Linked DNA regions of Sus scrofa: region 2 is linked to region 1. Evidence: chromatin contacts called from public HiChIP or PLAC-seq data. All regions are on one chromosome and are shown on one strand. The core of a region is the stretch at or near the end of the contact, and the rest is flanking DNA. Distances in the headings are between cores, read along the strand shown. Region 1 overlaps NF1 (neurofibromin). Region 2 holds the start of KSR1 (kinase suppressor of Ras 1).

Region 1 (3,203 bases), core at 216-2,715:
TAAGAATGACATTTAGATGTGGTTCATCTGAACCTGCACTAGTACAGTAGCCACTAGTCAAATTAAAATTTAACTTAATTAACATTAAATATGATTAAAATTCAGTTTCTTTGTCCTAAAATAGCCACATGTGGAAATTGACTGCTATGGATAACACAGGTAGAAAATGCTTTCATCATTACAGAAATGTTGGGCACCTCTGAGCTAGAGATGATTTATGGTAGAGACCATTCCTTTCCCCTCTTTTCTTTTTCTTTCGCCATCAGAGCATTTCATGGAATTTTTAGGAAAGGGACAGTAGAGGTAGAGAAAAATAAAATTGAAATAATATATTTTACTATTTTATTAGATACTCTAATTAAGAGATCTGGTGGCCAGAAGATTGAATCCACATGTTAAATAAAGTTTTAAAGTTTGGACATTTTATTTATCAACTCTTATCATCAGTTACCCTGGAAATTAATAATTAATTGATATTTGTGTATGTTTGATTTGTAATGCCCACATTGTTCTTATTATTAGGTATTTTAGAAAAACTCATTAGATTCCCTTTTTTTCTTGTCCTGGTTAATAAGAACAAGAAAAAAAAGTTGTGTTTTTTGAAGCAAAAGTCTGTACCTAATATTATTTGGAGAGGGCATGTAGCTTTAGAATGAAAGAATTTTTTTTTGATAATTGTTTTATTGATATATAATTCACATACCATATAATTCATTTGTTTAAAGTGTATGATTCAGTGGTTTTTTAGTATATTCACAGAATGTGCATCCATCACCACAGTTTAATCAAAGCCTACACTCTTTAGCTATCATCCTTAACCTTCCTCCCACACCCTTGCCCCCAGCCCTAGGCAGTCACTATTTTACTTTATGTTTCAGTAGCCTATTCTGGACATTTCTCATAAATAGAATCACACAATATGTCGTCTCTAGTGACTGGTTTCTTTTACTTGGCATAGTGTTGGCAAGGTTCATTCAAGTAAATCAAAGTTTTTAAAGGAATTTGATATTCTTGATTGATTATATTAGTCTGTGCCAAAAATATGTGGTTTCTCTTTAAAAATGTGTATGCTTTAATCTTAAGTTTGGATTTTTTTACTTTTTAAATTTTTTGCATCTTTGTATAGTTTTTTAAAATTGAAGTGTAATACACATACAAAAATATGTGTAAATTGAAATGACAGTGCAAAATATTAGGAGGCAAACATACCTGTGCAGCCAACACCCACATAAAAAAAGAAATCATTACCAGCGTCCCAGAACTTTTCATTTGCCCTTTCCAGTCATTAACAACTAAGGGTAGCCATCAACTGAATACAATCATTTTCCTATTGTTAAACTTATATAAATGAAGCTATAGAAACATATTCTTAATATCTGTCTTCTTTCACTCAACATAATATTAGTGAGATTTAGCCACACTATTCTGTGCAGTTGTAGTTCATTCATTGTTGTTGCAATATATTACTTCATTCAACAGTCCTCAATTTAGTTTTCCTTTCTCTTCCTTTTTTGGCATTGGATAGCCATACAGAGACCTTTTTTTTTTTTTTTTTTTTTGCTTTTTGGGAACACACCGGCGTCATATGGAGGTTCCCAGGCTAGGGGGTCTAATTGGAGCTATAACTGCCAGCCTACACCACAGCCACAGCAACACGAGATCTGAGCCGCATCTGCAACCTACACCATAGCTCATGGCAATGCCACATCCTTAAGCCACTGAGCAGGGCCAGGGATCGAACTGCAGCCTCATGGTTCCTAGTTGGATTTGTTTGCACTGTGCCACAACGGGCACTCCGAGACTAGTTATTTTGAACAGTGCTGTTATGAACATTTTTGAATGTGTCTTTTGCTGACCTAGGGATCTATTTCTGTAAGGTACACACTTAAGGATGGGATTGCTGGGTCACAAGGTATGCAAATGCACATATGGCGAATATAAACTGATACCACTACATTAAAAACTGGTAGTTTCACAAAGACTTTTGAAAGACAACATTTTGAAATGAACTACTATAGAGGTATTTATACTATAGAGGTGAATTATCATCCATCCATTAAAAATATTCCTTTTGAAAAATATATACCGAATGAGGAAATTGATCTACTAACAGGGATCTATTAGTGGTTTCTTATATCTACGTGAAAAGCAATTTTTCTGTTGTGATAGTCAAATTATAGCCCTTTAAAGACCAAAAGTAAGAAATAAAATATTGTACCTATTTTTTCTAATTCAGTTAGAGATAAAATATTTTGAAGCACTTAAATATTCAATAAAGTTAGACATTTATATCAGGCCTGGGCAAAAAGGTAAGCTGAAAATATATAGTATAATATATTTTCAGCTGATAATGGAATTCACTATGTCAAAGAATGGAACATTATCAAAGCAATATATGACAAGGGAAACCTGAAATTGTGGAACTGAAAATCAAGAAACTTGTGGAAAATCAAGAAACATTTGAGCCCCGATAAGAGGTATATAAATATACAGCAGAATTAAAACTAGAAGAAAAACGCTAACCTAATTCTTTATGCACTCTGAAAGTCAGACACGGGAGTTTCCTAGCGGCCTAGCAGTTAGGAATTCGGCATTGTCCTTGCTGTGGCGCATGTTTGATCCCTGGCCTGGGAACTTCCACATGCCATGGGTGTGGCAAATGAATGAATGAAACAGAAGATCCCACAAATGAAAGAACAAACCTTATAATATTTATGTTTCAGCTTCAGTTTAACTTCACTTATTTAACTTCTCATATTATACTATGACAAAGTTTAAGAACATTCAACTAAAATTTGGAAACAGTATAATCACCACCGTATTTCTAGAATCAAAAAAATAATAAGTGTTACTATTATTCCTCTGTTTCTGTTGGAGAGGATCTAATCAAGAAAAGTGCCAAAAAGTACTGGAAAAAAAAAAAAAAGCAAAATAGGCATTCCCATTGTGGCTCAGCAGAAACAAATCTGACTAGTATCCATAAGGATGCAGGTTCGATCCTTGACCTCACTCAGTGGGTTAAGGATCTGGCATTGCCACGAGCTGTGATGTAAGTCGCAGATGTGGCTCAGATCCTGTGTTACTGTGGTGTAGGTCAGTGGTTACAGCTCTGATTCAACCCCTAGCTGGGGAACCTCTGTATGCCATGGGTGTTGCCCTAAAAAGACAAAAAACAAACAACAAAACAAAACCCAGCAAAACAG
Region 2 (3,203 bases), core at 517-3,016, 300 kb before region 1:
TATGGAAACAACCTAAATGTCCATCAACAGAGGAAGAGATATGACGATGTGGTGTGTATATACAATGGAATACTACCAGCCATTAAAAAGAATGAAATAATGCTATTTGCAGCAACGTGGATGGACCTCGAGAGTCTCGTACTAAGTCAGAAAAAGACAAATGCCATACGATATCGATTATATTGGAATCTTTTTTTTCCATTGTACCCACAGTATATGGGATTCCTCGGCTAGAGATGGAATCAGAGTCACAGCTGTGACCTATATCACACCTATACCAGATCCTTAACCCATTATGCCACAACCGGAATCCCTACAGAATCTAAAATATGATACACACACAAAAATGACACAAATGAACTTATCCACGAAACAGAAACAGACTCACAGACATAGAGAACAGATTTGTGGTTGCCGAGGGGAAGGAGGGGTAGAGAGGGGGAAATTGGGAAGTTGGGACTAGCAGATGCGAACTATTATATATAGAATGGATAAATGACAACGCCCTACTACACAGCACAGAGAACTACACTGAATATCCTGTGATAAACCATAATGGAAAAGAACGTGAAAAAGAATATATACACATATAACTCGATCACTTTGCTGTACAGCAAAAATGAATACAGCATCGTAAATAAACTATATCTCAATAAAATAAATTACAAAAAAGAAAAAAATCTTCCCCTTTAATCCTTCAGGCCTGCTCTGACAGGCCTAGATCCTAGAGTAAAATCAGCCTAGGCAATAGTAATGGCTAAAATTCACTCATTCATTCATTCATTCAATTCATTCAACAAGTATTTCCTGGGTTCCTAGTTTTCACCAGACAGTTTTCTAGATGTTAGAGATACAGCAGTGCCCAAAGAAAGACAACAGACAGAATCTCTGCCTTCATGGAGCCCAAATTCTGGAAGAGTCTCTAGTGCTTATCAGACGCCAAGCTCTGCTATAAGCATCTTCTGAGTCCGAACTCATTTAATCCTCACAATAACTCTGTACGTTATTATACACCCAGTTTACAGGTGAGGAAATTGAGGCAACAAGATAAGGTACCTTACCTGGTAATAATAATGACCATCATTTCCTGCGTCCTTTCGCCACGTCAGCCGTGGGGGGAAGGGGAGGTATTTTACTGGAATGAGTCTCCCTGCCTCCTGGGAGCCTGGAGGGAAAGCAGAGGAGAGAGGCACCCATCCAGAGGGGCCGGCACTGGGCGCAGAGGGACACCTCCTTGCAAAGCCAGTCAGCTGGGTGCTCAGTCCACGCTGGGGCTGGGTCACCACCCAGTAACTTCAGGCTCCACCTGGGAAGCAAGTGGAGCCCTCAGCTTCTGTAGCTTCCAGGGGGTGACACTGTTTCAGGGCCCAGAAATGATCCGAATCTGGGAAATATTATTGTCTGCAAACCTTGTACTGGAAACATCACGGGGGAGCAGGTTGGCAGCGAGGAGGGAAAAATTAATACCTGCGTGTCTGCAGGGAAAATCACGGGCCTGGGGGGCCCAGAGTGCTGAGTTCCAGTCCCGCGCCTCTCAGGATGGGCTGCTCTGCCTTGTCAAAACACACCCCTCTCCCAGGTCCGGATTTCCCCATCTGTGACCGTTCGGGGTCTGATTTCGGGCAGAGGGTAGGCAAGAGCAAGGTCAGAGGTCTTGTTCTGCTTCCCCTGCTCCTCATCAGCCAGGGAAGGGGGTCCCGGGGGTGGGGGTGGAGGGCGGCCAGGGAAGCGGGCTCCGGCTCTGCTCGCGCGTCCGGGGAAGGCGGGCTCGGCCGCCCCCTGCCGGCCGGGAAGCTCCCAGCGGCCCGAGATCCAGGTCTGCTGAGCTGGGCACTGGATTATGTCACTCGGGAGAAAGGAAATGAGTCATCACCCCCCGGGGGCCTTAGGGCGGCCGGGCCAGTGAGGAGTCGCGGCCACAGGAACCCGGGACAATGGCGGGAAGTGAGAGGAATGTGGGCCTGGCTGCAGCAGCGCGGGCCCCCTCCGTGACCCCTGACCCCAACCCAGCAGAAAGCCTCACACTCCGGGGGGGATAGCTGGGGGCGGGAGGGCAGTTGGAGGCAGCCGGGTGGGGTGGCTGGAGGACGATGGGGTAAAGCCATATGGGGGCGCCCCAACCTGAAGAACCGGCAGGTCATCTTTCCATCGGCCTAGCCCGGCCCCCTAGTGGCTCCCCATTGTCCCTGGAATAGTGCTCAAACTTGACGGAAGATCAGAATAATCCCATGGGCTGGTTAAAACCCAGATCTCCAGGCCCCCCACCAGAGTAGGTCAGGGCTGGGGCAACAGCAGTGCATTTTTAACAAACTCCTAGTAGCTGATGCTGAGGCAGGAGTCCTGGGACCACGACCCAAGCCACTTAGCTGGCCTATTGTTCTGTGTGTCCAGCCTCACCTCTCTCCACTTCCTACCTCCTGCACACATGCTCTAGCAAGACTCAACTACTTGCTCTTTGCTATTTCTTTCTTCTGTGTGTTTACACTGGCTGTTTCCTTTGATGGAAATACCTTCCCCTCATTTCACTGCTGCCCAAACTGGCTGACTTCTACCAACACTTAAAAATCTCCTCCATGATGTACATCAAAGGGCACAAATAACAGAGTGAAGAGGCCGCCCACAGGTCAGGAGAAAATACTTGCAAACTCTACACGATAAGGGGTCGCTATCCAGAATATATAAAGAACTCCTATGAACCAACAACCAAAAAACACGCCACAGGATTTTTAAACGGGCAAAGGATTTGAATAGACATTTCTCCAAAGAAGATCCAGGAATGGCCCATAAGCCCAAGAAAACATACCCGATATCGCTAATCTTTAAAGAAATGCAAATCAAAACCGCAATGAGATACCACTTCACCCATTAGGATAGCTATTATGGAACACCAAGTCATCTGAAGTGTTGAAAAGGATGTGGAGAAACTGGAACACTTGTGCACTGTTGGCGGGGACGCAAAATGGTGTGGCTGCTGTCAAAAACAGTATATGGTGGTTGCTCAAAATGAGGAATATGATCCAGTGATTCTATTTCTGCATATATACCAGAAAGAATTGAAAGCAGATACTTGAAGAGATATTTGTACTCCCATGTTCATAGCAGCTTTATTCACAGCAGCTAAAAGGCAGAAGAAATCCAAGTATCGATTGACTGAAAGGATAACAAAATGTGGAGTATAAATACAATGGAATATTATTTAGACT

Evidence for each region. HiChIP or PLAC-seq counts read pairs in DNA pulled down with a chosen protein or histone mark.
Region 2: a contact with region 1 is called in an H3K27ac HiChIP or PLAC-seq map of alveolar macrophages. The contact joins the promoter of KSR1 here to the enhancer-like site in region 1. A contact is called at or near these places in 1 of 5 promoter capture datasets (liver), 18 of 47 Hi-C or Micro-C datasets (alveolar macrophages, blood, embryonic fibroblasts and 9 more) and 2 of 2 datasets of contacts at active chromatin or transcription factors (alveolar macrophages and skeletal muscle).

What each region holds. Positions count from the first base shown.
Region 1 is chr12:43,628,328-43,631,530 of Sscrofa11.1, reverse strand. The region is part of intron 21 of NF1 (neurofibromin); the gene reads left to right. Among named protein-coding and RNA genes, the nearest start is that of OMG, 62 kb to the right of the region's middle. Within about 2 kb of position 1,465, at least 1 of the 83 cell types and tissues checked has an H3K27ac peak or open chromatin away from gene starts, as enhancers often do. A contact at or near this core is called in alveolar macrophages, where this site is marked.
Region 2 is chr12:43,925,785-43,928,987 of Sscrofa11.1, reverse strand. KSR1 (kinase suppressor of Ras 1) reads right to left here and starts at 1,766. Exons shown (of 19, transcript XM_021067472.1): 1 at 1,062-1,766.